Linked DNA regions of Mus musculus: regions 2, 3, 4, 5 and 6 are each linked to region 1. Evidence: chromatin contacts called from public promoter capture Hi-C data. All regions are on one chromosome and are shown on one strand. Each heading gives the region's core, a stretch centred on a gene start, on an enhancer-like site or on the middle of the called end of the contact. The rest is flanking DNA. Distances are from core to core; before and after follow the strand shown. Region 1 holds the start of Mob2 (MOB kinase activator 2). Region 2 holds the start of Gatd1 (glutamine amidotransferase like class 1 domain containing 1). Region 3 holds the start of Pidd1 (p53 induced death domain protein 1). Region 4 overlaps Chid1 (chitinase domain containing 1). Region 5 holds the start of Chid1 (chitinase domain containing 1). Region 6 holds the start of H19 (H19, imprinted maternally expressed transcript).

The links. Promoter capture Hi-C pulls out the DNA fragments that hold promoters and counts their contacts.
Region 2: a contact with region 1 is called in a promoter capture Hi-C map of pre-B cells, with 3 times the contacts expected there. The contact joins the promoter of Gatd1 here to the promoter of Mob2 in region 1. A contact is called at or near these places in 2 of 39 promoter capture datasets (pre-B cells and stem cell-derived epiblast-like cells) and 1 of 115 datasets of contacts at active chromatin or transcription factors (pancreatic cancer cells).
Region 3: a contact with region 1 is called in a promoter capture Hi-C map of pre-B cells, with 4 times the contacts expected there. The contact joins the promoter of Pidd1 here to the promoter of Mob2 in region 1. A contact is called at or near these places in 3 of 39 promoter capture datasets (hippocampal neurons, neural stem cells and pre-B cells), 3 of 115 datasets of contacts at active chromatin or transcription factors (astrocytes, microglia and pancreatic cancer cells) and 1 of 9 other capture datasets (adipose tissue).
Region 4: a contact with region 1 is called in a promoter capture Hi-C map of hippocampal neurons, with 2.6 times the contacts expected there. The contact joins the enhancer-like site here to the promoter of Mob2 in region 1. A contact is called at or near these places in 9 of 39 promoter capture datasets (the 3T3-L1 cell line, 3T3-L1-derived adipocytes, cranial neural crest and 5 more), 2 of 115 datasets of contacts at active chromatin or transcription factors (embryonic forebrain and large pre-B cells) and 1 of 9 other capture datasets (liver).
Region 5: a contact with region 1 is called in a promoter capture Hi-C map of embryonic stem cells, with 4 times the contacts expected there. The contact joins the promoter of Chid1 here to the promoter of Mob2 in region 1. A contact is called at or near these places in 10 of 39 promoter capture datasets (the 3T3-L1 cell line, 3T3-L1-derived adipocytes, the HPC-7 cell line and 5 more), 2 of 484 Hi-C or Micro-C datasets (granulocyte-monocyte progenitors and pre-B cells), 2 of 115 datasets of contacts at active chromatin or transcription factors (embryonic forebrain and memory CD8 T cells) and 2 of 9 other capture datasets (adipose tissue and liver).
Region 6: a contact with region 1 is called in a promoter capture Hi-C map of hippocampal neurons, with 2.7 times the contacts expected there. The contact joins the promoter of H19 here to the promoter of Mob2 in region 1. A contact is called at or near these places in 6 of 39 promoter capture datasets (embryonic stem cells, hippocampal neurons, liver and 3 more) and 1 of 115 datasets of contacts at active chromatin or transcription factors (forebrain).

The regions. Positions count from the first base shown.
Region 1 is chr7:142,058,078-142,062,931 of GRCm38.p6, reverse strand. It overlaps Mob2 (MOB kinase activator 2), which reads left to right and starts at 1,898. Exons shown (of 5, transcript NM_028308.2): 1 at 1,898-1,947. The coding sequence starts at 1,931.
Region 2 is chr7:141,411,453-141,416,306 of GRCm38.p6, reverse strand. Gatd1 (glutamine amidotransferase like class 1 domain containing 1) reads left to right here and starts at 2,182. Exons shown (of 8, transcript NM_172116.4): 1 at 2,182-2,305; 2 at 4,433-4,509. The coding sequence starts at 2,242.
Region 3 is chr7:141,441,411-141,446,264 of GRCm38.p6, reverse strand. It overlaps Pidd1 (p53 induced death domain protein 1), which reads left to right and starts at 2,240. Exons shown (of 16, transcript NM_022654.2): 1 at 2,240-2,296; 2 at 2,912-3,297; 3 at 3,701-4,114; 4 at 4,444-4,653; 5 at 4,736-4,790. The coding sequence starts at 2,988.
Region 4 is chr7:141,508,263-141,513,116 of GRCm38.p6, reverse strand. The region is part of intron 10 of Chid1 (chitinase domain containing 1); the gene reads left to right. Among named protein-coding and RNA genes, the nearest start is that of Chid1, 29 kb to the left of the region's middle. Within about 2 kb of position 2,291, at least 9 of the 459 cell types and tissues checked have an H3K27ac peak or open chromatin away from gene starts, as enhancers often do. A contact at or near this core is called in hippocampal neurons, where this site is marked.
Region 5 is chr7:141,537,581-141,542,434 of GRCm38.p6, reverse strand. Chid1 (chitinase domain containing 1) reads left to right here and starts at 2,607. Exons shown (of 13, transcript NM_001142681.2): 1 at 2,607-2,662.
Region 6 is chr7:142,575,248-142,580,101 of GRCm38.p6, reverse strand. It overlaps H19 (H19, imprinted maternally expressed transcript), which reads left to right and starts at 1,956. Exons shown (of 5, transcript NR_130974.1): 1 at 1,956-3,273; 2 at 3,359-3,489; 3 at 3,572-3,693; 4 at 3,772-3,899; 5 at 3,988-4,572. Mir675 (microRNA 675) reads left to right here and starts at 2,955; the gene lies at 2,955-3,038.

The DNA.
Region 1 (4,854 bases), core at 649-3,148:
AAGAAAGAAAAGAAAGGAAGAGGAAAGGGAAATCGAGGGCTGGAGAGAAGCCCAGAGTTTAACAGTGCTTGCTGCTCTTCTACAAGACTGGAGTTCAAGTCCCAGGACTCACACCGAGTAGTTCACAAATACTTGTAACTTTAGCTCCAGGAATTTGATGATCTCTTCTGGCTTCTGCAGGCAGCAAACATACATGGTACATATACACACCTACATTCATACCCACATACACACTCACACACACCTTTTTTTTTTAAATACATATAAGAAAAGAGATAGAGGCACAGGCCATTAAACAGCTCGTTCAACTGTCCCACATTAGAAACTGGAAGAGACTAGCACAACTCATGACACCCAATCTAGTGCAGCAGCTGATGGCAGATGGTGGCAGTCAAAAGCAGACTAGCTCACCAATGACTGATGCTCCTCGGAAGCAGTGGACAAGGCCACACTGCAAGGTAATCAGCTGACGTCTGGCTAAAGCAAAGTGATTATGGTGTGGGGAAGTCATCCAGTATGACTGGGCATCCATAGGAATAGAAACAGAGGAGAACACAGGCCTGATTTTTCTCCTCCTGATATGGTCTTGACTTGGGACTTTTCCCTCTCCAGATCTTTCATTATTATTTCAGTTTCATCTCAGGTATTTTTTGCTGATAAAACTGCAACCCCACCCACTCCCAGTGCCTGACTGTTCATGCTATAAAGAAGGAATGGACTGGACATTTCCCAGCATCCTGGAATGGTTCTTTGGGGAAGGTGAATCCCATTTCAAGTATATGACAGCTGTATTACAGCAGGCAGTTGGCCTGAAGGTGTTATCTGTCTGGTGCCTGATATTCATGACACTCTATTGAAGACACTAGTGAGTTAGGTTGTTGTGATCCTTCTGCTCAACTGTGTGCTCCTGCAAGCATCTCTCCAGTGTAGAGAATAGAGAGTCAGCCTTTCAAAAAGTATTCAATGAGTTCCTAGTACTGGTCAGGCTCTGGAAAGAGCGGACAATAGGAGAGATACCCTGGATCATGAAGAGACTTACTCGCTGGAGAGAAGTATCCTGGATAATAGAGGCTCACCCAGGAGCCAGAGGGTACAGCACATAGAGGAAGGGAACAGATGGGGATTGAAGGGGACAATCATGTCCACTGGGGCGGGCAGCTGGGATGCAAATGAACGGCCAGCAAAGCTAAGGGACACAGAAGAGGCAAGTGTGGTCAGAACAGTTCTGGCAGAGGCACTAGGTGTGGGCAAAAGATGATAACAGTGGGAAGATGGACATCAGGAGGGATGTAAGCAGCAAGGGGTGAGGCACTGCAGAGGAAAGGAACACATCCTGCAGAGCAGAGGAACTCCGATGTTCCAGCCTGGGGGGTCTGGATACTCCCAGGTCTGGGATACTGGGGTCAGGGATACTCAGGTCCCAGGAACTTCAGACTCCCACGGGTCTGTGCATTCCACAGATTCAGGCACGCTGGTGGTAAGGTTCACTCCTGGGGTCAAGGCACTCTATAGTGTCCTAACACTAGAGGTGTGCAACACCGGGGTCACTCTAGAGACACCGGGGGTGTGATACTCCAGGATCCAGGGCACTGCGCAATGACAGGCAGTTTGCGAGTCCGAGGCACTCTGGAGTTCCGGGCGTCTGGGTTTCTGGGGCCCTCTGAAGTTATTCTCACTCTGGTGATCCAGAAACTCTGGATGGTCTTCAGATACAGGATGCTCCTGGGTCTCGAAGCCCCGAGGTTGGCGATGGGGAAAGGTCCTGACACTCCAGAACAGGTACTCGGGACATCGCCGCAGGGGCCGCTGGGACTACGCGTCCCAGCAAGCCGTGCGCGCGTCACGTCCGGCAGCGGGCGGGAGCCATCGAGTGTTTACTTCCGGCCGCCGGCGGGGCTGAGGCCGAGCGAGGCGCGGGCTCCGCGCAGCCATGGACTGGCTCATGGGGTGAGTGGCGGAGGACGGCGTAGCGCGGCGCTGCGCGGGGCGGCGGCGAACGTAGGGAGCGTAGGGCGGCGGGCAGCGGGTTCCAGGAGGGGCCGGGGCACGGAAGGACGGCCAGCCGCTGCGGGGTGCTGGGAGGCCGGGCAGGCGGCCGGCCGGCCGGCCGGCGGGAGAGAGGCCCGGTCCCCGAGGCGCTGTCCCGAGAGGCCGCGGTCCCTCGCCGCGAATCGACGGGCCGCGAGTCGGGCACCTGGCACTGTCGGTCGTCGGTCTTCGCGGGGCCTGCGAAAGTTCTTCCGCCCAAGTGACTTTCTTCCAATTTACTTTTGAGGAGAGTGAGAGGCGGGCGCTCCTAGCCGCGCGCGCTCTCCCGGCGGCTCGGTTCTCGACCCTGTGGCGGTGTCCGCGGCCCTGCTGTGGGGTCCGTATAATCCTGCTGGACCACAGAGAGAGCCGGCCTTCGGCTTCGGCAGTACGAGGGCTGCGCGGGACTCTGGAGATAGAAGCGGGGAAGGCGGAGGAAAGTGTAGTGGTGGCACTGTCAGGACGTCTGAGGCTGTTTGACCTCCCAGTGCTGCAACCTAGGGAGACAGCGGACTAAGTGAGCAGCCCCAGGGATAATCAAGAGACTAAGGGAGGCCGGGAGCCACATAGTGCCACTCAGGACGTTAAGTGTGGGTGACACGGGGGACTAGGCGGAGGCTCATCTTATTTCTTCAAGAGGAAGCCCTGTCACTGGTTCCTATCTGCTTCCTAGCTATGTGGTCCTCTCTAGACTTTTTTGTAATGGATCGTCTGTCAGATGGAAGCTGTGAAATCTGCAGTACAGGTTTACTGAAGGGTTAACTGAGGTAAGGGCCAGCACATGTTTTGCATATGGTAAGCTTGGCAGATGTTATGTCCTGGCCTTTAACAAGGTCTCTGAAGCCCAGGGGTTTTAAGCATAGGACACATATTTGAAACCAGCCTATTCCAGACCATTCTTCCTTTGTGCACTTGTGGAGAGGGCCAGCACTTGACTATAACTTGGCCAAGGTATGGTTTCACTGCAAGTGAACTAGATCTGTCAGCTTGGTGACTGAGGAAGCTGACCACTGCTGTATGTGTAATTTTTCCAGGCTCATACCCATCCAGGTGCTTTTTGCTTGGAGGCTGACCAGAAGCCAGTCGTTAAACTCCTCTGTCCCTCTTTCATAGTATTACTATAAAAGTAGGAAGAATGGAAGTTGCAGAGTGAGCCTTCAGAGGACATCCCCCCGCGCCCCCCCCCCCCCATCTACTCCACTTTGTCTTCTGATCCCTGGTGAGAGCTGACAAAGTAGTCGGGAGTGAAGCCATTTTTTGCTTCAGAGTACCCACTGTTTGCTCAGGGCTGAAACTCTCTCTGTAATTAACCATTTAAGTAGTTTTTCTGTCTGGAAGAATAGGACAAATGTATCATCTTTTATTGTGTCTTGGTCTTGGTCTTTTTCTTAATTCAGACCATCCGATATCAATGAGGGGTTTGGAATGTTTCAAGGTTTGTTTGTTTGCTTGCTTATGTTAAAGTAAAGGTTTTGTTAATTACTTCATGTTGGGTGAACCCAAGTATGGGTGCAAGAGTAGAGGTCTCTTACAGAAATTGTTAGAGCCAACAGGGAGGTCTACAGAAGTTTAAGTGGAAAGCTACATCTTTCTCTTAGTTGGGTGAGGATCACGCTGGGACTTTGAGCATCTCACAGCCTTATCTTTTGTGTTCCAGCTGCTCAGGAGGAAGGGAGGCCCTGCAGGGAAGCATGCTTTGGATAACCAGAGCAGAATTTGGCACGTTGGGACTTGATGGTAAACCTGCTGGGACTTTTCTGGAGAATGTTGTAGGTGTGGCTCTTAGCCACCTCTTGTCCTGTAGGTTTCCTCTGCTTGGAGAAGCTTTGAGCTTGTTAAGCAGTATATATAGTCAGGCTCCCTTCATTCTTTATTAGAAAGGGTTACAATTTTTGTGTAGTGGGTGTTTGTTCTGTTATGGACAACCACGTGCAGGGTAACACCCAGGGGAAGCTGCTCAGGATTTGGAAGAGAGAACCCCAACATGTTATGGGATACTTTAGGCAACACTTGAATCTTTTCTGGGGTAAGCATTTAACCAGGAGGTCTGAGTGTAGTTTGAATTTTATCTAGCAGAAAGCACAGTCCAGAAGCCCCTTGGAGTCAAAAGAACATATTTTCTCCTCTTCCCACTGATGATAGTGAGTTTTCCCTCCTGCCTGGCCACCTTAACTGAACCTCTTCCCTCTCCAGTAGTCTCTCTCCAGCCTGCTACTGAGGCTCCCTTTCCGGGTGCACCTGACTCTTATGAAGCCTTTAGATCTCTCCAGTACAGGTAGAAAGAGATGAAACCTGGTGTAGGCCATTTGATACAGTGTATATTTGAAGGTCTACTCTTGCTCAGCTAACAGATAAAGCTAAATGGCCTCAGGCCTTCCAGCCTGTCTGGGGCAGCCTTTAGCAGTCCTGTACTCTGAGCAGTTGAGTGTAGGTGTTTGCAAGGTTGGCATAGGGGTGAAAGGTTTTATCTTCTGGGAAAGTATATCTGGTGACTGACACCTGACTGGTAAGAGTCTGTAGGTTTTATTTGAACAGCCTCATGTGGTATCATTTACATACCACTAAGTTTGCTTGTTTTAAGTATATGATTAGGTAATTTTTAATAAAATTATAGACTTGTTTCTTTGACCATGATTTAATTTACTTTAAAGTGTATGTGTGTGTTCCTATGGGTGGAACCCAGGGCCTTAAGTATGTTGGGCAAGCACCTTACCATGGAGCCATCTTCTCAGCTCAATGGAACATTAACATTACTCTTTGGAGAGCCCTCTGGTTGCTGCAGATGCCCACCTCTGCGAGAGGCAGCACCAATCTGTTTTATTCCAT
Region 2 (4,854 bases), core at 933-3,432, 650 kb after region 1:
AGCTAGAGCTGGGTGGTGGTAGGCAGGACACGCCTTTAATCCTAGCACTCACAGGGAGATCTCTGTTAGGAGCCAGCCTGATCTACAGAGTGAGTGAGTTCCAGGACAGCCAGGGCTACACACAGAAACCCTAGCTCAGAAAAAATAAATGAACAAACAAAAACAAAAGCAAAGAAAGGTAGCTAAAAAAAGTCAGCAAGCAGTATTCCTCCATGGTCTCAATCTCTACTTCAGTTCCTGCCCTGACTTCCCTCAGGACTGGAACCTGTTAAAGAAATATCAAGTATCAGTCTTTTTTTTAAAGATTTATTTATTTATTTATTATATGTAAGTACACTGTAGCTGTCTTCAGACACCCCAGAAGAGTGCATCAGATCTCATTACGGATGGTTGTGAGCAACCATGTGGTTGCTGGGATTTGAACTCAGAACCTTTGGAAGAGCAGTCAGTGCTCTTAACTGCTGAGTCATCTCTCCAGGCCCCCCCACCCCTTTTTTAAAGACAGGATTTCTCTGGGTAGCCCTGGTTGTCCTGGAACTCCCTTTGTAGACCAGGCTGGCCTTGAACTCAGAGATCCACCTGCCCTGTCTCTGAGTGCTGGGATTAAAGGCACAGGCTACTACACCCAGCAAATATTAGTCTTTTCTATCAAAATATTATAAAACCTGTGTTTAGAATGAAGAGTCCAAGCCGGGCGTGGTGGCGCACGCCTTTAATCCCAGCACTCAGGAGGCAGAGGCAGGCAGATTTCTGAGTTCGAGGCCAGCCTGGTCTACAAAGTGAGTTCCAGGACAGCCAGGACTACACAGAGAAACCCTGTCTCAAAAACACAAAAAAAAAAAAAAAAAAAAAAGAATGAAGAATCCAAATATTTTTATCTCCTTCACCTTGTAAGACTTTTATGCAAATGTTTAATCCTTTCCACCTAGTAAAAGCTTTGTTTACCCAAAGGTGTATTTCTCTATACTAGCCTGGAACAGTGATTCTCCTTCAGTCAGGGACTGCTTTCCCCTCCTCCATTTCTTGTATGTTGAGTCTTTCCCGACTAGTTAATAAGATTGTGAGGTCGGACTCCAGTCAGTGGGCAAAAGAAACAGCCACCACCTGAGTTAAAACAAAATCAAATGCTCTTCCTGTCTTGGGGTGCTGTTCACCATTTTCTCCAGCACACTCTTCCTCAAGGGTAAAATTTGCCCTGTCTATACATTTCCCTGGAATGGTAGTCTCTTTACAAAATTATATCTAATACCTGGGCGTTGAATTCAATATAAATACTTTTCTCCACAAGACTCAAGCTTACTGCTGGCTCTGCCACTTCTGGTGCCTTAATGTTACTCTGGAGGCAGCACAAAGGTGGAACTGTGTGAGTATGTGGACACTAGCCAATCTGACCCCTTCAATTTCAGGGTTTCATGTCAATAGATGGGGATTTAATAAGGATGGCTAGTCAAGCTTGTGGCTTGTGAATCTTCAAAAGTCGCCACTCAGACAACACACAATCCTGGGCTCCAGGTTCCTTTTCCTAAGCCCCAGCAGGAGTCCCACAGAAGTAAATCGCTTTAGATACAGGTTGGCCTCCCCAATCTGGTCTTTTCCTCAGGAAACTCAACAGAACCTCCAGAGGCGTCCACAGCTCAGGAAGTGACATTCCATCCTCTATAGGAACATACAAAACTCAACCGACCCAGGTATCTTCTGGATCTTCACAAACCGGCAGAGGAAGACCCGCCCACATACGACCCAACTCTGTGCCCCTCACCCTGTCCGCCCGACCGGTCATCGCTCCCTGACACACTTAGCCAGGCTCAACTTTCGGGCAAAGGCCCAAGGCGTAGTAGCTCTGTGGTAGACTCGGACTCGGAAACATCTACCCGGCCCACTGGGTTTAATTGATGTGCCCTAGGGCCACAAGTCTGTACCGGTGGCTTCCAATCAGGAAACGACCACTCAGGGACCCAGGGCGTATCCTCCCCCGCCTCCGCCTCCAACCCCCGCCCCGCTCCGCCCCGCTCCGCCCCCGCTCAGTCCCCGCCCCTCGCATGCTTGCCACTCAACCACTACCCCATGCGCATGCGCAAACTGCCCCCATCTTCACTCAATTTCCGCGTTGTTTCTCCCACCCCACCTTGCACCCTGCCGGCGAGCCCCGCCCTTCGTGCCTCACGCATGCGCATTCCGCTCTCTGCAGGCGAGCCCCGCCCCGCCCCATCCCTCGCACAAATATCCGCCTGGGCTGTAGCCATGGCGTCCGAGCGGCTGCCAAGCAGGCCTGCGTGTCTCCTGGTGGCCAGCGGCGCTTCCGAAGGTGAGGCGCGCAGGGCAGCTGTGTAGCTCACTGGCCTGCAGTCCTGACTCTGGGCAAACGTTTGTGTTTGTGGAGTTGAGATTCTGGGACCCTGCATCTGTTTCTCTGGCGCAGGCCTACTATGTTGTCTGCGCTGGCAGACAGGGACGGTCAGCGGCTGCAGAGATGACCCTGCCCCCGAGTGAGCCGCAGGGGCTTGGTACTCTCTCTGCCCGTGTTTTCTGCCTCTCTGTTACCCCCTATCTTGGGTTTATCTTCGTGCACCTCCAGGAAGCGATCCTGAAAGAGGTTGCTCGAAAGAGCTGCATAAAAGGGACCCTCACGCAGAAGGGGTCTGTTGGCTTCATGTTCCAACTGCCCGGTGTGTGTCAGGGGCGCTGGGCAGATGATTACTTCACGGGTCCTTAGGGAACCGACTGGCCCGAGATAGTCTCTGTGGGGAGGTGGAGCCCAGGGCTGCGGCCCGGGGTTTCCCTCTGGATTCCTATAGACCTCTGCAAGTGGGTGTGAGCGCGAGGGTACGTCGGGATCTTGGACTGATGAATTTCTGGGTTCCACACTGAAGCGTCCCAGGTGAGGGTGGGAGGGGCCTGAGGGTGCTGCTCCTCCCTGGAATAGAGGTAAAAGAGAATCTACAGCAGCTCCTAGGTAGGCCTTCCTTGAGAGTCGGAAAGTGAGGGATTGAGAAGCTAAAAATTATCTTTAATCCCAGCACTCAGGAGGCAGAGGCAGATGGATCTCCAGGAGTTTGAGCCCGTCTGGAACTTATATAGCAAGTTCCAGGCTAGCAGGAGTACACAGTGAGGTCTGACTCAAAATATTAACCAAAACAAAATCCACAAGCCAAAAGCCTAGTGTCAGAGTTGGAGGCAGGAGGATAGAGAGGGCAATGGCTACATGAGATGCTGTCTTTAAAAAAATGCTAGGGGGCTGGTGAGAAGGCTCAGCGGATAAGAACACTGACTGCTCTTCCGAAGGTCCTGAGTTCAAATCCCAACAACCTCACAACCATCCTTAACAAGATCTGACTCCCTCTTCTGGAGTGTCTTAAGACCCACAGGGTGTCTTAAGACCAGGATGGGAGAGAGCAACCATTTGGTCTGAAGACAGCTACAATGTACTTATTTATAATAACAAATAAACCTTTGGACTGGAGTGAGCAGAGGTCCTAAATTCAATTCTCAACAACCAGATGAAGGCTCACAACCATCTGTACAGCTTCAGTGTGTACTCATATACATAAAGTAAATAAATAAATCTTTTAAAAAGTGCTAGGATCAAAGGTGTGCATAAAGGTGTGCATTACCACACCTGGGGGCTAGAGTCTTTTGAATTAGGCAAGCTTCGTTCCTTTTTGAAGGACTTTTTTGTTGTTGTTGGTTTTTTTGAGACAGGGTTTCTCTGTGTAGCCCTGGCTGTCCTGGAACTCACTCTGTAGACCAGGCTGGCCTTGAACTCAGAAATCTGCCTGCCTCTGCCTCTGAGTGCTGGGATTAAAGGTGTGTGCCACTTTTGATGGGCAGAAGAGGGCTGAGAATACCATGGTGGGGCAGAATCTTACCCATGTCCTGGGTGTGGGAGTGCCCCAGACACCACTCTCCTCTCCTGCTGCGTTTACCTCTGTGACATGTTCACTGCTGCTCTTCCCAGGTTATGGGGACCTTGGATCCTGGTGGATCTCTAAGGGGATGCACCAGACATTTACCTGTTTGGAAGTACCTATAGTGGGAAAGGGTAGGATGCAGCCAAGGGTGTAATGGTGTTGGTGGACAGTTAAGGTGACCTGGGGGCCTGAAGGTAGAGTTATTAGGTCAAGTGGAGAGCCTGTCCAGGGAGGTTTCAGAACCACTGGAGCACCTGCAGGTCTTTCAGGGTCCAGTGACCAAAGCTGGGTAAAATAATAGACTTGCTGTGGACCTCTGAGCAGGTCTTCTCAGTTATGTATTCCTGAACCTGAAGGGCTGCTGTCCTGCCCCCAGGGAGTAGGCCCTGGGGTGGGTAAAATGGACTGCCCCTAAGGCAGGTTCTGGGACCAGGATGGCCCCAGGAGCACTGGAGCAGTCTATGAATAGGGATGAGACAGCTGGCCCTATCATGCCCTCACTTTTCTGGACCCCTCTTTTGCAGGTGTGTCAGCCCAGTCCTTCGTCCACTGTTTCACACTGGCCAGTGCTGCCTTCAACCTACAGGTGGCCACCCCAGGGGTGAGTAGTCACCCTTCTCTAGGGTGAGCTGTTCTCCTTTCTGAGTTGAGGCTAGGAGAGTGTAGAGAGCCCTCTGTAGCTGATAGGGCCAGGAGGGAGCTACCTTCAGGTAAGGGGATCTACAGCCAGTCTTGGAGGCATCCTTAAGCCACCATCCCAGTTCCCTGACTCTGACTACCCATCTTCAGGGAAAAAAAATTTTTTTCCATTGTGGCTTGCACTTTTGCAGGCCATCTTTAAGTGAAAGATAAGGCTTGACCCTAGTGTGTGGGTCCTACACACTTGGCTCCTAATAGGAGAGATTATTGATTCTTGCATGTATCCTGGGGACATACGGTATAAATG
Region 3 (4,854 bases), core at 991-3,490, 620 kb after region 1:
TGTGGGCAACCACACCTAGTGATTTGTTTAAAAGATGTGAATGTGTGTGTCCCACCTTGGTTTGCATGTGCACTACATTGTGTGCAGTGCCTTTGGGAGCCAGAAGAAGACATCAGTTCCCCTGGAATTGGAGGTACAGGCAGTTGTGAGATGCCCGTTACTGATGCTGGCCACTGGACCAAATTATTCTGCAAGTGCTCTTAACTGCTGAGCCATTTCTCCACACTTCTATTTTCTTTAATTTTGAGACATTGACCTATCATGTAACTTTGGCTTGTCACAGAAATCCACTTGCCTCTGCTTCCATAGTACTGGTTGGAATTAAAGACACGCACACCATACCTGGCATGATTTTTTTTTTTTTTTTTTTTATACAAGACAGGGTTTCTCTGTGTAGCCCTGGCAGTCCTGGAACTCACTCTGTAGAGCAGGCTGGCCTCGAACTCAGAAATCTACCTGCCTCTACTTCCCAAGTGCTGGGATTAAAGGTGTGCGCCACCACCGCCAGGCGATTTTTTTTTTTTTAAGGTTTATTTATTTATTTTAACACCATTGATCTCTTCAGACACAGCAGAAGGGGACATCGGATCCCATTACAGATGTTTGTGAGCCACCATGTGGTTGCTGGGAATTGAACCTCTGGAAGAACTATCTTAACCTCTGAGCCATCTCTCCAGCCCCTGGCATGATTTTTTATGTTGTGACTTTTCTGTTTGTTTAAAACAGGGCTGCTCTGTGTATCCCTGGCTGTCCTGGAACTTGTTCTATAGACCAGGCTAGCCTCTAACTCAGAGATCCACCTATCTACCTCCACCTCCAGAGTGCTAGGATTAAAGGCATTAGCCACCACCAACTGTCGTGAATTTTACTTATTTTTATTTTTTGGTTTTTCGAGACAGGGTTTCTCTGTGTAGCCCTGGCTGTCCTGGCACTCACTTTGTAGACCAGGCTGGCCTCCAACTCAGAAATTCGCCTGCCTCTGCCTCCCAAGTGCTGGGATTAAAGGTGTGTGCCATCACTGCCCGGCTGTGATTTTTTTTTTTTTAACTGTAAAATAATACCCAAAATAGCTGGAGAGATGGCTCAATGGTGAAGAGCTCATTTGCAGATTAAAGGCAAATACCACCATGCTCATTAATATAAACTTAAGGAATATTCCTAGGATGATTGCTTTTGAGACAGGTCTTGCTGTGCAGCCCGGGGCAGCAGTTCTCCCATCTCAGAAAGGCACTGCACTTGAGGTGAGCACAATTAGACTAAGCCCCTGGGGCTGGTTTTTATAAAGCACCATCTGGCACCTTTATGGAAACAGTGAGAAAGAGGCAGGTGCTAGAATGGAAGCAGAGAGGCCTTGCAGGAAGCTTGCCCATCACTTAGACTGTAGAACAGTCACTTGGTCATTTCCAGTCCACCAGCTCCACTGAGGATTCTGGGTGTTGGCTTCAATATTAATCAACTAAAGGACTTAGGCAAGTTCTTTTTTGGTTTTTCTAGACAGGGTTTCTCTGTATAGCCCTGGTTGTTCTGGAACTCACTTTGTAGACCAGGCTGGCCTCGAACTCCCGAGTGCTGGGATTAAAGAAGTGCCCACCACGCCCAGCAGGCAAGAACTTCTATCTCAAGTTTGTTTGTGTTGAGACCCACCTAAGTCAGGGAGGAAAAGCCAGGCAACTCACTGCCTAGGTAGGGAGTTGGCCCACAGTAATGATCAATGGTTAGCTCCAATAAGCTGGACTTCACTGCAAAGCCTGAGATGGAAGTCCTGGAGACTCTGAGTCTCAACCTTCCTAATGCTTTGACAGTTCCCATGATGTGGTGACCCCAACCATGAAATTATTCCTGCTACTTCATCACTGTAATTTTGCTAGTTATGAATCACAGTGTAAATATCTTTTGGAGATATAAGTTTGTCAAAGGGGTCGCGACCTACAGACTGAGAACTACTTTCCTAGAGCGGTTCCCCCCAGGAAGCCAGCATTCAAGGTTCTAGCTTCTAGCAAGGAGTGTGACAATACTCTGTTAACCCAAAATTCCTGTCTTAGAATGCACTTGAGACCCAGACTATGCAGTGCCACCACAGGTCTGGGGTTGCAGAGATCTGAAAGTGTAAGTTTTCCTGCGGGTCACCGGCTTCCCTTAGTGCGAACAACAGAAAAGGAAGGAGCCATAAGAACCTCGGAGAATTCCTACTGGCTAGCCCGGAGGGGCGGAGCCCGACGGGTGGCCCGCCCGGAAGCGCGCCGGCGGGAAGGCAGCACAGAGCGCGCCTAGACTGGCGGGGAGATCAGCGTGGCAGGTACTCAATGGGAGGCGGGAAGTTTGCTCCAGAGGCGGGACCAAAGCGATTCCTCACCTACCGAGACCCCCTCTGCTTTCCCCATTTGACGGAGGTGTGAATTGGGAATTGTGGCTCAAGAGTGTCTACTAGGGACCGCGATATGGGACCCTAGCACAAGAACCCCAAAGTCCTCTTGGCTCCCCTTCGCACTGTTTACTGACCCTCTCGGGCACAGTGAACGTCTGCAGTGGAAGAAGGTTCTGGGTTCTCCCCATGCATTTGGGTGTGAAGATAGAAAGTGTGTCCTTATTTCCAGAGCCCTGTAGGGATCAGGGATCACTTGGGCAGATTCCAGAATTGAGGTGGAAACCCTCTCCTTGTCCTTGATCTAAGCAGAGTTCTCCAAGCTATGCTGTTCAGAGTCGCCCTGCCTGGTGCCCCTCCCAGGCAGAAGGATCCAGCACAGATGCAAGCCGTAGGGCTGCAGTGACCACTCCACTCACTACCCCTTGTGCCCAGGGTTCTTGGGCTGGTGGTCTCAAGAGCTCCCGGGTTTCCAAGCTGAGTTATTGTTGCTCTGACCTGGAGGGGGAGCTGGTCCCCTACAGCCTACTCCTCCCCCTGCTTCTCCAGCTTCTATCAGCCTTGCCTAAGCAGGCTTGCTTGGCAAGCTGGGACATGTCTGGTCCCCGAGGACCTTCCATGGGTGATGGCTGCAGTGTTGGAGGGGCAGGAGCCGGAGGAAACTGCAGCTGCTGCAGAGGATGCTGCAACATCCACCTTGGAGGCTGTGGATGCCGGGCCTGGAGCACCTTTTCTCCCGGCTGGGAACCAGTTGAACTTGGACCTACGCCCAGGGGGCTGCCATCGGCTACAGTACCTGTGTTCCCAGCAGCCCCCACAGCTGCTGCAAGTGGAGTTTTTGCGGCTCAGCACCCATGAGGACCCTCAGCTGCTGGATGACACCCTAGCCAAGGTTCCGTGGAGTCTGCTGCGCCTTCGCTCCCTGGTCCTCAAAGGTGAGTACCCTTGCTCCTTCCTGACCCTGTCCTCATCTCTGTCCAGCTTTGACTCTACTTCTTGGACACAAAGGCCATCCTTGTCCCAGCCCTAACTCCAAACCTCTCTTCTCCCCGCACATCAGGTGTGAACCCCTACCCCACAACTGTCCCTTGTCCTTAGCCCTATCACCTTCCTCCCCCAAAGTGAGGCTCGCTGGGCTCTGTCTCCTGAGCCTAGAACCCTGAATGTGCCCAGCCGGGTCTCTGTAGATCCCAGTTTTCCTGGGGTGATGCTGTCAGCTTCTACGAGCTGGTGTCTTCTTTGTCCCTCTGGCTGGCTTAAAAGGGAGGCTTTCTCTGACAGCGCTGAATGGGGGAGACTCCAACTCTTGAGGGCTATAGCTGTCTTCCCCACTTCCAGGTGGCCAGAGCCGGGGTGCCCTGGGTGCCTGCCTCCATGGAACCCTGACCACTCTGCCTGCTGGCCTGAGTGATTTGGCCTGCCTGGCTCACCTAGACCTGAGCTTCAACAGGCTGGAGACGCTGCCTACCTGTGTCCCGGAACTGCACGGCCTGGATGCGTTGCTGCTTTCTCACAACCATCTCTCAGAGCTGCCCGAGGCCCTGGGGGCACTGCCCGCCCTTACCTTCCTCACCGTGACACACAACCGCCTAGAAAGACTACCCCTAACACTCGGGTCCCTGTCCACCCTTCAGCGTCTCGATCTCTCTGAGAACCTTCTAGACACCATACCCTCTGAGATTGGAAACCTGCGCAGCCTCAGTGAGCTCAATCTGGCCTCCAACCGGCTGCAGAGTCTCCCAGCTTCCCTCGGTGAGTAGCTACGGTGTCAGCTTTGTTTCACCAACCAGTACTGAGCGACTCTCAGCTACTGCCCAGAGCGCCACTCCCATGTGCCCACCCCCCCTGCAACCTAAAGTCTTAGGACCCTGTCCCCCCTTCTTCCACAGAGGCCCCTGAACCGTGTGCTCTTGCCCTGGGAACCTTCACTGCTTCCAGATGTCCCTTTTCTTTCTACCTCTTGGTTGCCTATAATTCACGTGTGTCATTGTCCCACCCTGTGATAGAGCCAGAAGCCTTTAGTTTGAGTGTTCTTGTCACAGGGCCACCATGAGTAGCCCTAAGCCAGCACTTGCCTGCAGCGGGGCTGCGGTCCCTGCGGCTCCTTGTTCTGCACAGCAACCTCCTGACCTCAGTGCCCACTGGCCTGGTCCACCTGCCACTGATCACTCGGCTTGACCTGAGGGACAACCGGCTCCGAGACCTGCCTGCTGAGTTACTAGACGCTCCCTTTGTGCGCCTGCAGGGGAACCCTCTGGGCGAGGCCTCTCCAGCACCCCCAAGTCCCCCAGGTAGGCTTGGCATGGGGTATAGCCAGGCTGTGAGAGGGTGAAGGCACATCACCATTCTGACTGTCACCTGTCCCTTGTGCAGACATATCCCAGGTTCCAGAAATGCCCAGGCTATTGCTGACCTCAGATTTGGACAGGTATTGGTGGGAATGTGGCTAGAACACATCGTCTCCCCTGCCTCCCAGGCCACACTGGGGTACC
Region 4 (4,854 bases), core at 1,042-3,541, 550 kb after region 1:
ACCACGCCTGGCCACACCTGTCTTTTAAAGCATTGTTTCTACTTCCTCTCTCTGCTTTTCCTGTTTATAAATCTCCTGACTGCCTCCAAGCTTCAGTGCTAGCTGTTGGGTCTCAGCAGTTTGATGACTTCAGTCACCTGTGCTCAGTGTTCATCCAGCTCTCCGTGGGCTGTGTGCTCACTTTTTACTATGATTGGGAGACATTCGGAAGTTTCCTCAGCTCTCATCCTCAGCTGTGTGGTGTGTGCCGGCCTGATGAGGAGCCCTGGGCTCCTGAGATGTGATTTTCTTTTGATTTTAGTTATTTTCTGTTGCTGTCTCCAGGAGACTGGTTTCTTTCCCATTCCTTCTCCTCTGTTAACCCCACCCAGGTTCTTTTCTTCTCACATCTACAAGTTTTCTAATTCGTGATTTACCTTTCCGTGGATTCAGTTGTGGTGCTGCTCAAAGTCTGCCTCTGCAGGTTCTGACATCTGGGTCAGTTCTCTGGCCTCCACATGAGGGAGTGGGGGCTGTTGTGGAGCCCCATCTGAGGATGTTAGATGTAGTGAAGTTCACTTTGTTTTAAGATGTATTTATTTATATGAGGGCATTGTAGCTGTCTTCAGACACACCAGAAGAGGGCACTGGATCCCATTACAGATGGTTGTTGTGGTTTCTGGGAACTAAACTCAGGACCTCTGGAAGAGCAGTCAGTGCTCTTAACTGCTGAGTCATCTCTCCAGCCCATGAAGTTCACTATTAAGTGCTAGATATTTTAACATTCATACAAATCTGGGGTCTTTATTCCGGGTTAGTTGCTTAGAAGCCTAACTAGGCATGATGGTAGATACTTTTAGTTACAGTACTTGGAAGGCTGAGGCAGGTAGATTTCTGTGAGTTTCAAGACAGCCTGGTCTGTATATCAAGTTCCAGGCCAGCCAGGAATACATACTGAGACCCTGTTTCAAAATAAATAAATAAATAAGCATTTAAGCTGCCCATTTTCCTAGTGGCTTTCCATGGAGAATGGCATCCAGAAACAGAGATTTGGGTGTTGTTGCCCACTGAGTGCGGCCGTTTCTTTCTGACCCGTAGGCAGGTGCAGTCTATGGAAGGTGCCATGCATGCATCACCCAGGGCAAGTGAGCCGAGGCCAGGCCGCCCAGCCTGTACTAAATGCTGATGTTCAGTTCTATCGACGCTTCAAGATTCTCTCCGTCTGGGCCCAGACAAAGCCAGAGCTGACTTACTTGCCCCTTAACGGAGCTTGTATTTGAGTGGGAAGGTTGGGACCCGTCTCTGTGGCCCTGGTTGTTTGTAGTCTGTGAAGGTACACTCATCAGAGCTGAGACCACCTCTCATTCAAGTCTTCCATTGGTCCTTCCATGGTGGGGCATTAGGGTGGGCCATGCTTCAAAGCCATGGATGTGAATTCTGTCTTCCCTACACATCTGCACTCTTCAGGATCCACACAGCTTGTTCCAGCGTCTGGGGTTCATCACAGACTTGAGTTAATAGCTGTTGTAGCCCACAGTGCTGCTGCCTTGCTTTGTCATGAGCCTTTGGTCTAACATCAGACAAGGGAGGGCAGGCTTACTGACCGAGAAGGACCCAACATGGGGCAGACAGGGTGGGACGCTATTAAGGCTTTGGGATCTGGCCACCTGCTGTTTTCCAGGAGACTGTTAAGGGTCCTGTCAGTCTCTTACAGCTGTCCTGTGCCTGAAGATGTATGTGGCAGGAACTAGACATGGGGGTGCCACACAGGTGAAGGTACTTCTGCTCCACTCGGGAGCACACATATCCACACAGGCTGTTCTTAGTCTCCTGGCCTTTCTGAATTTTCCCAGCTAGGGAAGGAAGGCTGTGCCTCTCAATCCTCATTTCGCTAATGATTCCTATGGGGCGAGATGAGGGCATGCATGCTCCAGCCTGGACATGGGCCCACCCAAGGGAGACAATTAGATGGAGAAAGTCGCTTTCCTGGGGCGAGGCCTGGCAAGCTGATCGATTTTGCCAGCCCGTCCATGCTCACCTTGTCAGGGCTGCAGAATAGATGCCCACTCAGCAGGGACACTTCCTTCCCCAGGACTGGAACAGATCAGCAGCCAGGCTTCTCATGGCTGTAGAGCCAGCCAGCATTAACCCTGCTTCAAGGGTAGGCATCAAGGAGCATGCACTCCTCACCTTGGTCCTGGCCTGGGGCTGCCCTGCAAGGAGAGAGACTTAGGAGGACACAGCAGGAGCCCACAGGCACTGCTGCCTGCCTGCCGGCCATCTGATGCTTGGTGACTGCTAGAGTCTTTTCTTGGCAGGTCTCTGGCTCAGGAATGCTGACGTTTCCCTGAGTGAGCACAGCGCCTGCTCACAGTTGTTGCTAGGCCTTCAGATCCACAGAGTGCTTTCCCAGACCCTACCTCAACTCCAGTGACGTCTGACCTCTCCCTGCAGACAAGCTTCCTGTGCTCTTTCCTTACTTCACCATTAGACCTTTCCCCTTACACCCCCATGGGCAAGCCTCAGCTGTGTGGTGTCCACTCTTGACTTAGAATTCAGCTTTCTAAGAGCACAAGGTAAGATAGGCCTCCTATTTGGGGGTGTCCTGTAGGGTCTTCGCCTCCAGTGCCTGAACCCGGGGCTAATCGTCCTGATTTCTGGAAGCACTTATGCTTTCAGCTCAGAGCCTTTCCTCAGTCTCCACCTACGCCTTCTGTTGTTGGCACCAAATTTCTGTTTCTCACTGATACCTCTGTCAACTGCAGTTGGACCTATGCCTTGGGTAAAGCAAATTGCTACTCCCAGCTCACCCTTCACACTGTGTATGCTGCTGGGTGACATTGTTTATCGGGTCCCCTCTCAGGCCATGTCTTTCCAAAGTGAAGAGCTCTCATCCTTTCATCCTGTTTGTCTTCTCAGACAAATGGGATGTGTGTAAAGCAGGTGGCAAGACAGGACAGATCCAGTACTGTGGTTCTTCTTTGTCCCTGCTGCCAAAATTCACAGAAACTACCTGTTTTCTTCCTTATCTCATTCTTACTACTTTTGTTTTCTTTTGTTTGGAGACAGTCATACTCTGTAGTTCAGGCTGGCCTAGAATTTATTGCCCTGGAACTTACTCTGTAGCCCAGGGTGGCCTCTGTCTCATAATAATCCTCTTATCTCAGTGAGCTAGCTCCAGCTTCCAGATCTTATGCCTTCTATTTAGTTTCTAAGTATTATCTGACAAGCAGTGATGTGGATGAAGGATTCCCTTCCCCTCAAGGTCCCCAAGTTGTTATTTTGGGCACCCTGGCATTAAGTGGCTTTCACTGACCAAGTATAGACTTCAGGCATGAGCCCCTCTGCCAGAACAGGTCTGATAGCTCAGGCTTGTCAGCAGTTTTTGTCTCCATTGAATGGAATGGGATAGCACTCCATGGGGACCCCCATACCAGAGGCATGAGAAACCCCCAGAGGACGCTGTGCCTCTGCTGAGAAGCCAGTAGAGATCCACCTTGAGCTGAGAAAGACCTTTAAACCTATGAAGCCTTGGTTGTCTGACCTAAGGTTTTGTTGTTCCCAGGGGAGGTTTGGAGGTGGCTCTGCCATCAGCCATCTCCTCCAGTAGTTCTGAGCATTGGAAAGAGGAGGGTCTTGCTAGTGCCCTACCCCAGCAGGTCTGGGTCTGGATTCAGAGCTCTGGACAGAGCTAGGAGGCGCCAAAGAAGAGCCTCTTATATACAATTTGAGCCCAAAAACTAGCACTGGGTAGGGGTAACTAAGTATAACATAAGTATAAATATAACAGTACAAGGTGTCTTCATACCTATATCCCAGTGAGTGTGCTCAGCCCACAGGCCTGAACATGCCCTGTTTTCAATGATGGGTCTCATGAGGAAGCACCAGTTCTAGCTGCAGTGCATCCTCATATGCCAGGGCCACATTTGATTAGCTTTGGCCATAGGTAGACATAGGTAGTAGGAGGTCAGGCAAGTCTATCATCTGCACCTGCTGGCTTTACTCAGTGTTAATCCCTGCACTATGAAAGCAGTACCCCACTGAGCATCTCAGCTTTGCTCCTGAGGATGCCAAACCTCACCTTGCCTTGTAATCACCCAGTGACAGCAACCATTTGACATTGCCAACAAAATTCTTCCTTCCTTCTAGGGCTCAACCCTGCCTGCTGCTCACAAAGTGAGTTCCCATAGATCTCCATATGGAATCAAAGGGCCTCTCACAGACAGGGCCTCTCAAACACAGGGCCTCTCATATATAACCCCTCCATAGACAGGGCCTTTCACAGACAGGGCCTCTCACAGACAGGACCTCCATAAAAAGAGCCTCTCACAGACAGGGACTCTCACAGACAGGGCCTCTCACAGACAGGACCTCCATAAAAAGAGCCTCTCACAGACAGGGACTCTCACAGATAGGCCCATTCACAGACAGGTACTCAGACACAGCCTCTCACAGACAGGGCCTCTCACAAAAAAGGCCTCTCAAACACAGGGCCTCTCACAGACAGGGCCTCCATAGACAGGGTCTCTACAGACAGGGCCTCTCACAGAGAGGGCCATTCAGACAGAGCCTTTCAGAGACAGGGCCTCTCACAAAAAGGGCCTCTCACAGACAGGGCCTCTCACAGAAAGGGCCTTCACAGACAGGGCCTCTCTCAGACAGGGTCACTCTCAGACATGGTGTCTCACAGACAAGGCCTCTCACATACAGGGCCTCTTATAGGCAAGGCCTCCATAGACAGGGCCTCTTATAGGCAAGGCCTCCATAGACAGGGCCTCTCACAGATATGGCCTCTCATAAACAAGGCCTCCACAGACAGGGCCTCTCACAGACAGTGCCTCAATAGACATGGCCTCTCACAGACAGGGCCTCTCA
Region 5 (4,854 bases), core at 1,358-3,857, 520 kb after region 1:
AACAACAAATAAATCTTTTTTAAAAATTAAAAAAAAAAGAACTAGGAACTAAGATTCAGTTTGCTTGTTTATTTATAGGCAGGGTCTCAGTTAGCCCAGGCTGGCTTTGAATTTATTGACTATCAGATTTCAGTTATGAGCCACCATGCCCACATTTTTACAGTGACATTTTTACAGTCACTTTTAGATGCCTTTGTATAATATTTTACTCCACTTCAAACACAATTAAATAAGCATTTTCAAACTCTTTCTCTCTCTCTTTCTCTAAATATATACATATACATATATATGTAGATAGATAGATAGATAGATAGATAGAGTGTGTATGTTGCTATATAACCCAGGCTTGCCTTGCACTTATGGCCATCTTCCTTTTAAGTGCTGATATTATAGCGCCATGCATCATCACATCTGGCTTCAATTTCTAAAATGCCCCGCATTTTAGTACTTTGTTTAAATGAGCAACAATATCTCAGGAATCCCAAGAATTTGAATTTTTAAAAACATTAATTCCTTGGGCCAAGGGGCTGACTCACTGGGTAAAGGCACTTGATTAGAAACCTGACAGTCTGAGCTGGATCCCCAGAAACCACATGGAGAAAGGAGCGCCAATTCCCAGAAGTGGTCCTTTGACCTCCACATGCCTCCTACTGCTGCTTGCTACACACACACACACACACACACACACACACACACGCACACCATATAATAGATAAGTAAATAAATAAAAATTTAAAACATCTTTTTCAAACAAAAATAAATAAATGCAGAAAATCTAAAGTTACCTCAAATACTGCAGAAACATTAAAATTGGAATGGATTCACTAATACGGAGTGTTAATGCTTTAGTTCTGATTCTCTTGGTCTTTTCTATCCATCTTTCTGTATTTTCTGTGTGACTAAAAGGTGGCTAAACACTTGAAATCAGTTTGGGGCTGGAAACATAGTTCATTGGTAGAGTGTTGGCCAAGTAGGTGTTTAGTCCTGAGTTCACTCCTAATACCGTGGAGGGGAGAGAAGCCAGTGTTCACCTACACACACATACCAGAGATCTGGGGCACCCTTTGTCAGGCTGTGCAGGTGAGGGCAGGGCAGACTTTGTGGGTACAGCTCAACAGGCTCCTGAGCATCTGTCTAATGGAACCCTGAAAGGGGCTGGTCTTGAGTTCTGTTTTTCTCTCCTTTCTGTTCTTAAGAGTCTGCAACACAGACTGGGAGTGGAATCCTTAGTGGACTTTGCCAAGTCTTTAGCTCAAAGACCTCTTACATCAGTCAGATCCAAATGCCTTCGCTGGTTTAAAAGAATGATGGTCTCTTTAGTATTGCTTGGACTGAACAATTCTCAGGACATCCACCTCTCCAGAGTTCTGCCCACTTGGAATCACTGTTCTGGGCATTTGTTCCTAGTAGGGTGCTGAGCTGGATGCCAGGAAAGCAGATGGTGATGCACAGCATGCCTTAGCATACACACCCAGCCCCGCCCCTGTAGAAAGGCTTGGGGGACAGCTGGCAGAAAATATGGGGAAGAGAAAGGAGGAAACGTGATTCGGAAGGAAGAACACGAAGCTCAGCTCAGTGAGAAACCTCTGCAGCAGCAGGAATGGGGAAACAGCCGCACTGCAAATCCTGGAACAGACCATAGTGGAGTGGGCCAGAGGGTTTAACTGGGTGTGGACAGGCCAAATGTGGTTTCTGCAGGAAACTGCTGGGAACAGCAAGGGATGGGGGTGGGGACTAGTCAGCTTGATGAAAAATAAAAATGCTGGTCACGTGTGCTTTCAACCCACTCGAAGAAGTGTCTGGGCTCCTCTTGCTAAAGCTGAGATGGGGGTGGGGAGCGTGGTGTCTGCCTCTGTGGGTTCTAGCTCCTACAATTTGCAAGACCAAAAACGAGGACCAAGACAGCTCTGGGATTTAGGCAGATAGAATGTTCGCTGTGCTAGGCCATCTGGAGAAGGATGTTATATTGCCTGGAGCAGTGTCTCTACTGGAGACAGTGTAGTGGGCACTGCAAACCTATAGATAGTGACAGAAATGTGGCAACTGGGATAATGTGGAGGTTCAAAGACTTGGCGCACAGTCTGTCCTGACACATCTGGGAGACTACGGAACTGACTATGCGCATAGTGACCCACGTCCCCCATACTTGACAGGGATGGGTTCCCAAGACCCTAAAGGCCTTGGTGGTCACATAAGTGGACGTAATGTAGACTTCAGCACAGTGCTGAGGCAGCCAGCCATCAATCCCGGAGAGGGGATGTTCAACATCACCACCAACTTCTCTGGGAGGATTTCGGGATCTGACCCCACTATTCTGCTGTACGACAGGCCCTTGATCAATAGAGGGACTGGCTGCAGGAGCGGAAACAGCACCTACGGCTACGAAGTACACGTTCCGCACACTCAGCTCTGTCTTCATCCAACTGACGGTCCCGATCCACTCTCAGCCCTTCTCCAGCTCGCCGGTCGCTACGAGGCTCCACCTCTAACTCCGCCCTCCAGCCATCTCGGTCCCGCCCCATCCCAGCGTGCCGTGCGCAAGGCATCTAGGAAGCTGGCGTGGCGCAGCGGGAGCTTGTGGAGGCCAGTGGGCGGGACTTCCGGTTGATTAAATCGTCTTCCGGCCGTGCTTGATGGGTCTGGCCGGTCTCCTGACATGAAGGTGAGCCCGGCTGTGGCGGCAATGGGACTGCTTCATCTTCCGCGTCACAATGCGGGAACGTCGGGCAGCGAGGCTCTCCCCGGACAGAACGGGCAGAGTGTGAGCGGGAAGGAGAGGGCACGGATGAGAGCAATATGGGAGCTATGAATGTGAGGGCGAGGAAGTGAGTGAGGATGAGAGGGTTTGAGGGGGAGAGCGATCGTGTCAGTGTGAGAAGAAACAGATGTGAGGGTGAGTGGGAGCTCGTGCGGAATAAGCAGATGTGAGGGTGAGCTGGTGGAAGAAACAGATGTGAGGGTGAGTAGGTGTCAGAAAGCAGGTGTGTCAGCCTGAGAGTAAGGGCGTATGTGAGAGAGCGAGCGGGTGTGAGGGCCCGAATGGGTGAGGGGAGATGTGAGAACATGGACTTTATTAGGGGTGAGAAAGCGAGTGGGGATGAGTATGAGCAAGGGTGAGAGAGTGTTAGGGTGAGAGCAGGTATGGGAGAGAGTGTGACATTGTTCTTTAGTAGAAGTGTGAGCGCCAAGTGTGTGACTGTGAGGAAGCTTTCGAGCCAACAGTAATCTGAGAATATGAGCGAGCACAGGCCGTTGCATAAAATCAAGAGAGCCCGTAGCGATGGCTTTAATCCTAGCACCCGGGAGGCAAAGGCTGGCAGATGGATCTCTGTGAGTCCGAGGCCACCCTGGTCTATAGAGTGAGTTTCAGGTCAGCCAGGGCCACATAGCAAGACCCTGTCTCCAAAAAAGAGTTTGGGGGTGGGGCAAAAGAAGCCGCAGGAAGCACGTGTGAACAGCACAGTAGTGAATGTGTTAAGTTTATGTATGTGCCAGTGTAGCTGGATATGAAGAAACATGGGTGAGTGGTGTATAAAGGAGTATAAACATGAACCAGGATGTAAGATAACGAAGTCAGAGATTTCAGATATGTGAGTTAGTGTGCATAGCTTGTGGAGCCACAAATGAACGAACGATGACATGAGTGTGCAAACGAGTTAGCAAGGCCAGAGTGGCTGTCGGGCATAGAGAATGAGCTCTATGTGGAGGGCCCAGCCTCAGGTAGGAGGGTATACAGCAAGTTGTATGGGTTCCTTCAAGTTTGCTAGGTACATGAGGCCTTACCCTCAGCGCAGCCTCAAATCTTGAACACTCTGTGATGGAAAATTTCCAAAGAACTTTCCACAGATCTCTAGACTGGAGCCCAGGGAGGCCCAGAGACAGTGTGCTGGTGACAGAACTATAACTTGAGCCATCTTATCACAGTCCTGTTTGCATTGCATTGTATAGTTGGGATGGGATGGTAGCCACGTGCCCCATGGCTTGGTGGGCTGCCCCCTGTGTTGGTTTCCTTATCTGTAAATGGGAATAACATTTATGCCTGCCTGAGTCCTGGTCTGTGGAGAGAACTTGTGGATAATTCACCAGGTTTGGCATGCAACATATGGTCAATAAATGTCACCTGGGGTTGTGATCATCCTGCTTCTTACGTCACCTTCATTTCCAACCATACACTCACCCACCTCCTCATATGAACAGTTCACTCCAAAATGTGTTCTCAAAAATGAAAATGTAGGCTGACCATCATACTTGCTGTAAGAGCAGTGAATCTATTAGAACTGAAGGCTGAAAGTATGGCCCAGTATTTTCTTAGTATATGGAAAGCCATGAGTTCTAATTCCCTGCTCCTACAAAACCGATATTAGGCAGCAATAGTAAAAGGTGCTCAGGATACATCAATCGGCATCCCACAAATCCTGCAATACCAAAGCAGGAGCTTAGTGTGAGAGCCAAAGACCATCTCTGTTGTTATTGTTGTTTTGAGATAGGGTCTCCTGTAGCCCAGCATGGCCTTGAACTCAACTACATCGCTAGAAATGTACAACTACATAACTGAGAAATGACCTTGAACTCTTAATTTACCTACTTCTACCTTCCAAGTGCTGGGATCACAAATGTGATCCACTATGCCCCATTTAAAACTTGTTCTTTTAATTTTTAAAAAATTGTTTTTTATTTTATGTTCACTGGTGTTTTGCTCAAAAGTATGTCTATGTGAAGGTGTCATCTCCTGGAACTGGAGTTGTAGACAGTATGTTACACACATAAATGACCTTGAACTCCAGTCCTCTGGAAGAATAATCACTCTTAATCACTGAGCGATCTCTCCAGAGTCCCTCGTCCCCATTTAATGTT
Region 6 (4,854 bases), core at 707-3,206, 520 kb before region 1:
CGCGTGCGTGCGTCCACCGAAACCCCATAGCCATAAAAGCAGAGGCTGGGGTTCAACCATTGCAATGTCCCAGGTAACCTAGGAACTGTAGCAAGAAGTTGCAAAGCTGAGATTAGAGACTAGGAGAAGTCAGGGATCCGCTTAGTTTGAAGTGAAGCAGGAGGGTGGGTAGCAAGAGGGAGCATAGCGGGTGTGGCATGGTGGGGTTGTATAGCGTGGGTTATAGCGAGGGGGTATAATGGGGAGGTATAGTGGAAGTATAGTGGGAGGTATAGTAGGGGTATAGCGGGGGATATAGAGGGAGTTATAGTGGGGGTATAGCGGGGGCATAGCGGGGGCATAATGGGGGACATAGTGGGGGGCATGGCAGGAGGGGCATAGTGGGGGTATAATGGGGGTGTAGTGGGGCGGTATAGTGTGGGTATAGTGGGGGACATAGCGGGGGTATAGTGGGGGTATAGCAGGGAGGGTATAGTGGGGGTATAGCAGAGAGTATGGGGGCCATAGGGGAAGTATGGTGGGGGGTATGGCAAGGGGTATGGTGGGGAGGATGACAGGGGGGATATAGCAGGGGTGTAGTGGGGAGGATATAGTGGGAAGTATAGGGGAGTATAGCAAGGGTGATGTGGGGGGTGATGGGAGACAGAGACCAACTGCCACCACACCAGTGAATAGCTTACATGTGATGGCCAACCCTCGGCCTTTAGTCTGCTGATGCTGCCAGGGTTCTTGAGGCTCATTAGAAGATGGGGTCATTCTTTTCCATCTTATATACCGATCTCTGAAAAGGATCATTTGTTTAAGAGCGCAGAGATAGCCACAACCACCACAAGGTGACAGCACAGACACACATTACAGCGCCAAGATAATAGAGGCTGGGGTCTATTTATGACCAAATTGGAGGTGTCCGTCAGTATCATAACTTAGGGTCCACCCACAGCAATGACCAGGGCTTTTCACAGAGTAAAAATGAAGGATCACTAGGAGCCAGAAATGAGTACTCAGCTGACATGCAGCCACTAGGCTGAGGATCTGCCAAGGTGCTATTGCACCTCACATAGGTGAGAACCACTGCTGAGTGGTCATGACTGGTCAGCCCTTGAGTCCTCCTCCCATCTGGAGCTCCGGTCACTTCCATCTAGAGCTGCTCTACTCTCTGGTGCCCTGATTTGTGGATGCTGACTCTGTGGATTTCAGCTGCATAACTTTCAACAGAAGCTAAGAGCAATGGTATACGCACGCACGTGGCTGGAGGGACAGGGCATCTCTCCTGTCCCCATTCTATCACTGATAGTAGTACTTCAGTAGGATAGGGAGACCATACTGTGCCTCCGGTTGACTGGGGTGACCAAGACCAGACTGTAAGATAACTAATAAAACTCATCGCAAGAGAGTCCTGACAAACGTGACGACTCACCCAGAAAAGGGACGGTGAGGAGTGCCCAAATTAGCTACTACCTTGTTGAAACCACTGCGGCCAGATAAGGTCAGTCAAGCAGACTAGGACAAAGGCTGGGGGTTAGCCACTCGTAGGCTGTTCATACTCCGTGGGATAGTATGAGACCCATGCCCTCAAATTCCCATTGTGGTCATTATACAAACTGAGTAAAGGGCAGCTTCAGTGTGGCAGGGTGCCTGGGGCACCACCGTTCTATGAAGGGCTTCAGCAGGCTACGGGGCTATATGTTCTCGACATCAAGGGAGATATCTGGGGACAATGCCAGGCCCTGTCTAAGGGATTCCAAAGTGGGAGTTGTGGTGAGGCTGTCTTTGGAGAATTTCAGGACGGGTGCGGGTGTGGGGTGAGGCGAACGTGCGCTGGAACGATACAGGGTGGAGGTGGGCCCTGCGGGGGCCCCGGCGGGGCCATGTACTGATTGGTTGACAGAGTAGGGGCGGGAATTCTGGGCGGAGCCACTCCAGTTAGAAAAAGCCCGGGCTAGAGGGCCCGAAGCACCGGGTGTGGGAGGGGGGTGGGGGGTGGGGGTGGGGGGTATCGGGGAAACTGGGGAAGATGGGAGAGCTGGAGGAGAGTCGTGGGGTCCGAGGAGCACCTCGGCATCTGGAGTCTGGCAGGAATGTTGAAGGACTGAGGGGCTAGCTCAGGCAGAGCAAAGGCATCGCAAAGGCTGGAAAACATCGGAGTGAAGCTGAAGGGCCTGAGCTAGGGTTGGAGAGGAATGGGGAGCCAGACATTCATCCCGGTTACTTTTGGTTACAGGACGTGGCGGCTGGTCGGATAAAGGGGAGCTGCTGGGAAGGGTTCGACCCCAGACCTGGGCAGTGAAGGTATAGCTGGCAGCAGTGGGCAGGTGAGGACCGCCGTCTGCTGGGCAGGTGAGTCTCCTTCTTCTCTCTTGGCCTCGCTCCACTGACCTTCTAAACGAAGGTTTAGAGAGGGGGCCTGGTGAGAAGAAGCGGCTGGCCTCGCAGCAGAATGGCACATAGAAAGGCAGGATAGTTAGCAAAGGAGACATCGTCTCGGGGGGAGCCGAGACAGAAGGAGGCTGGGGGACCATTGGCGACCCCAGGTGGAAAGAGCTCTTAGAGAGAAGAAAGAAGAGGTGCAGGGTTGCCAGTAAAGACTGAGGCCGCTGCCTCCAGGGAGGTGATAGGAGTCCTTGGAGACAGTGGCAGAGACCATGGGATCCAGCAAGAACAGAAGCATTCTAGGCTGGGGTCAAACAGGGCAAGATGGGGTCACAAGACACAGATGGGTCCCCAGCCGCCACAACATCCCACCCACCGTAATTCACTTAGAAGAAGGTTCAAGAGTGGCTCTGGCAAAGTCCCAAGTTTGCCAGAGCCTCAATAACTGGAGAATGGAAAAGAAGGGCAGTGCAGGGTGTCACCAGAAGGGGAGTGGGGGCTGCAGGTATCGGACTCCAGAGGGATTTTACAGCAAGGAGGCTGCAGTGGGTCCAGCCTGCAGACACACCATTCCCATGAGGCACTGCGGCCCAGGGACTGGTGCGGAAAGGGCCCACAGTGGACTTGGTACACTGTATGCCCTAACCGCTCAGTCCCTGGGTCTGGCATGACAGACAGAACATTTCCAGGGGAGTCAAGGGCACAGGATGAAGCCAGACGAGGCGAGGCAGGCGGGGCAGAATGAATGAGTTTCTAGGGAGGGAGGTTGGGTGCAGGTAGAGCGAGTAGCTGGGGTGGTGAGCCAGGGAGGCACTGGCCTCCAGAGTCCGTGGCCAAGGAGGGCCTTGCGGGCGGCGACGGAGCAGTGATCGGTGTCTCGAAGAGCTCGGACTGGAGACTAGGGTAAGTGTCTGTCCCGCTCGTGGTCACCCAGTCTCCTCCCACGCAAGTTCAATTAACTCATGTCTTCATTTCTCCCTATAGCCAGGTCTCCAGCAGAGGTGGATGTGCCTGCCAGTCACTGAAGGCGAGGATGACAGGTGTGGTCAATGTGACAGAAAGACATGACATGGTCCGGTGTGATGGAGAGGACAGAAGGGCAGTCATCCAGCCTTCTTGGTGAGCATACTCCCTGCCACAGGGCTAGTCCGCTCAACCACCTAATTGTCCACCCACTCACTCAGGATTCTGTCCTTTGCAGAACACCATGGGCTGGCGCCTTGTCGTAGAAGCCGTCTGTTCTTTCACTTTTCCCAAAGAGCTAACACTTCTCTGCTGCTCTCTGGATCCTCCTCCCCCTACCTTGAACCCTCAAGATGAAAGGTGAGTTCTCTTCTGCCCCATGTGGGTGGGAGAGGGTGGGATGCCAAGGACAGGGGTCTCATTCTCTCCCACCCATAGAAATGGTGCTACCCAGCTCATGTCTGGGCCTTTGAATCCGGGGACTTCTTTAAGTCCGTCTCGTTCTGAATCAAGAAGATGCTGCAATCAGAACCACTACACTACCTGCCTCAGGAATCTGCTCCAAGGTGAGCTGGGGCACCCTTTGGAAGCTTGCCAAGCCCACTCCCCACCCCACCCCCCGCCCCACCTCATTTGTCTTTATTCTCTTTGCAGGTGAAGCTGAAAGAACAGATGGTGTCAACATTTTGAAAGAGCAGACTCATAGCACCCACCCACCCCTGAGAATCCATCTTCATGGCCAACTCTGCCTGACCCGGGAGACCACCACCCACATCATCCTGGAGCCAAGCCTCTACCCCGGGATGACTTCATCATCTCCCTCCTGTCTTTTTCTTCTTCCTCCTTTCCTGTAATTCTGTTTCTTTCCTTTTGTTCCTTCCTTGCTTGAGAGACTCAAAGCACCCGTGACTCTGTTTCCCCATTTACCCCCTTTTGAATTTGCACTAAGTCGATTGCACTGGTTTGGAGTCCCGGAGATAGCTTTGAGTCTCTCCGTATGAATGTATACAGCGAGTGTGTAAACCTCTTTGGCAATGCTGCCCCAGTACCCACCTGTCGTCCATCTCCGTCTGAGGGCAACTGGGTGTGGCCGTGTGCTTGAGGCCTCGCCTTCCCCTCGCCTAGTCTGGAAGCAGTTCCATCATAAAGTGTTCAACATGCCCTACTTCATCCTTTGCCCCTCCTCACCAGGGCCTCACCAGAGGTCCTGGGTCCATCAATAAATACAGTTACAGTCATTGGTCTCGTGGACTTCAATATAATGCGACTCATGGGGGGAGGTTGGGGGGGCAGGGGAAAGAAATGAGGGAAGGGGAATAAAAGGGATAGGGTACACCATCCATGATGAAGGGGATAATGAAATGGGGAGGGCCTCTAGGATGGAATGGGGAATAGGAGATGGCTTATGAAAAGGTGGGTGGCACTGGGATAGGAGGCTCATGGGATGGCACACAGCGAAAGGCCTCATGGGATGCCAAGAAGCTATGGTATGGAAGGGGCCTATGAATATGAAATGGTGCC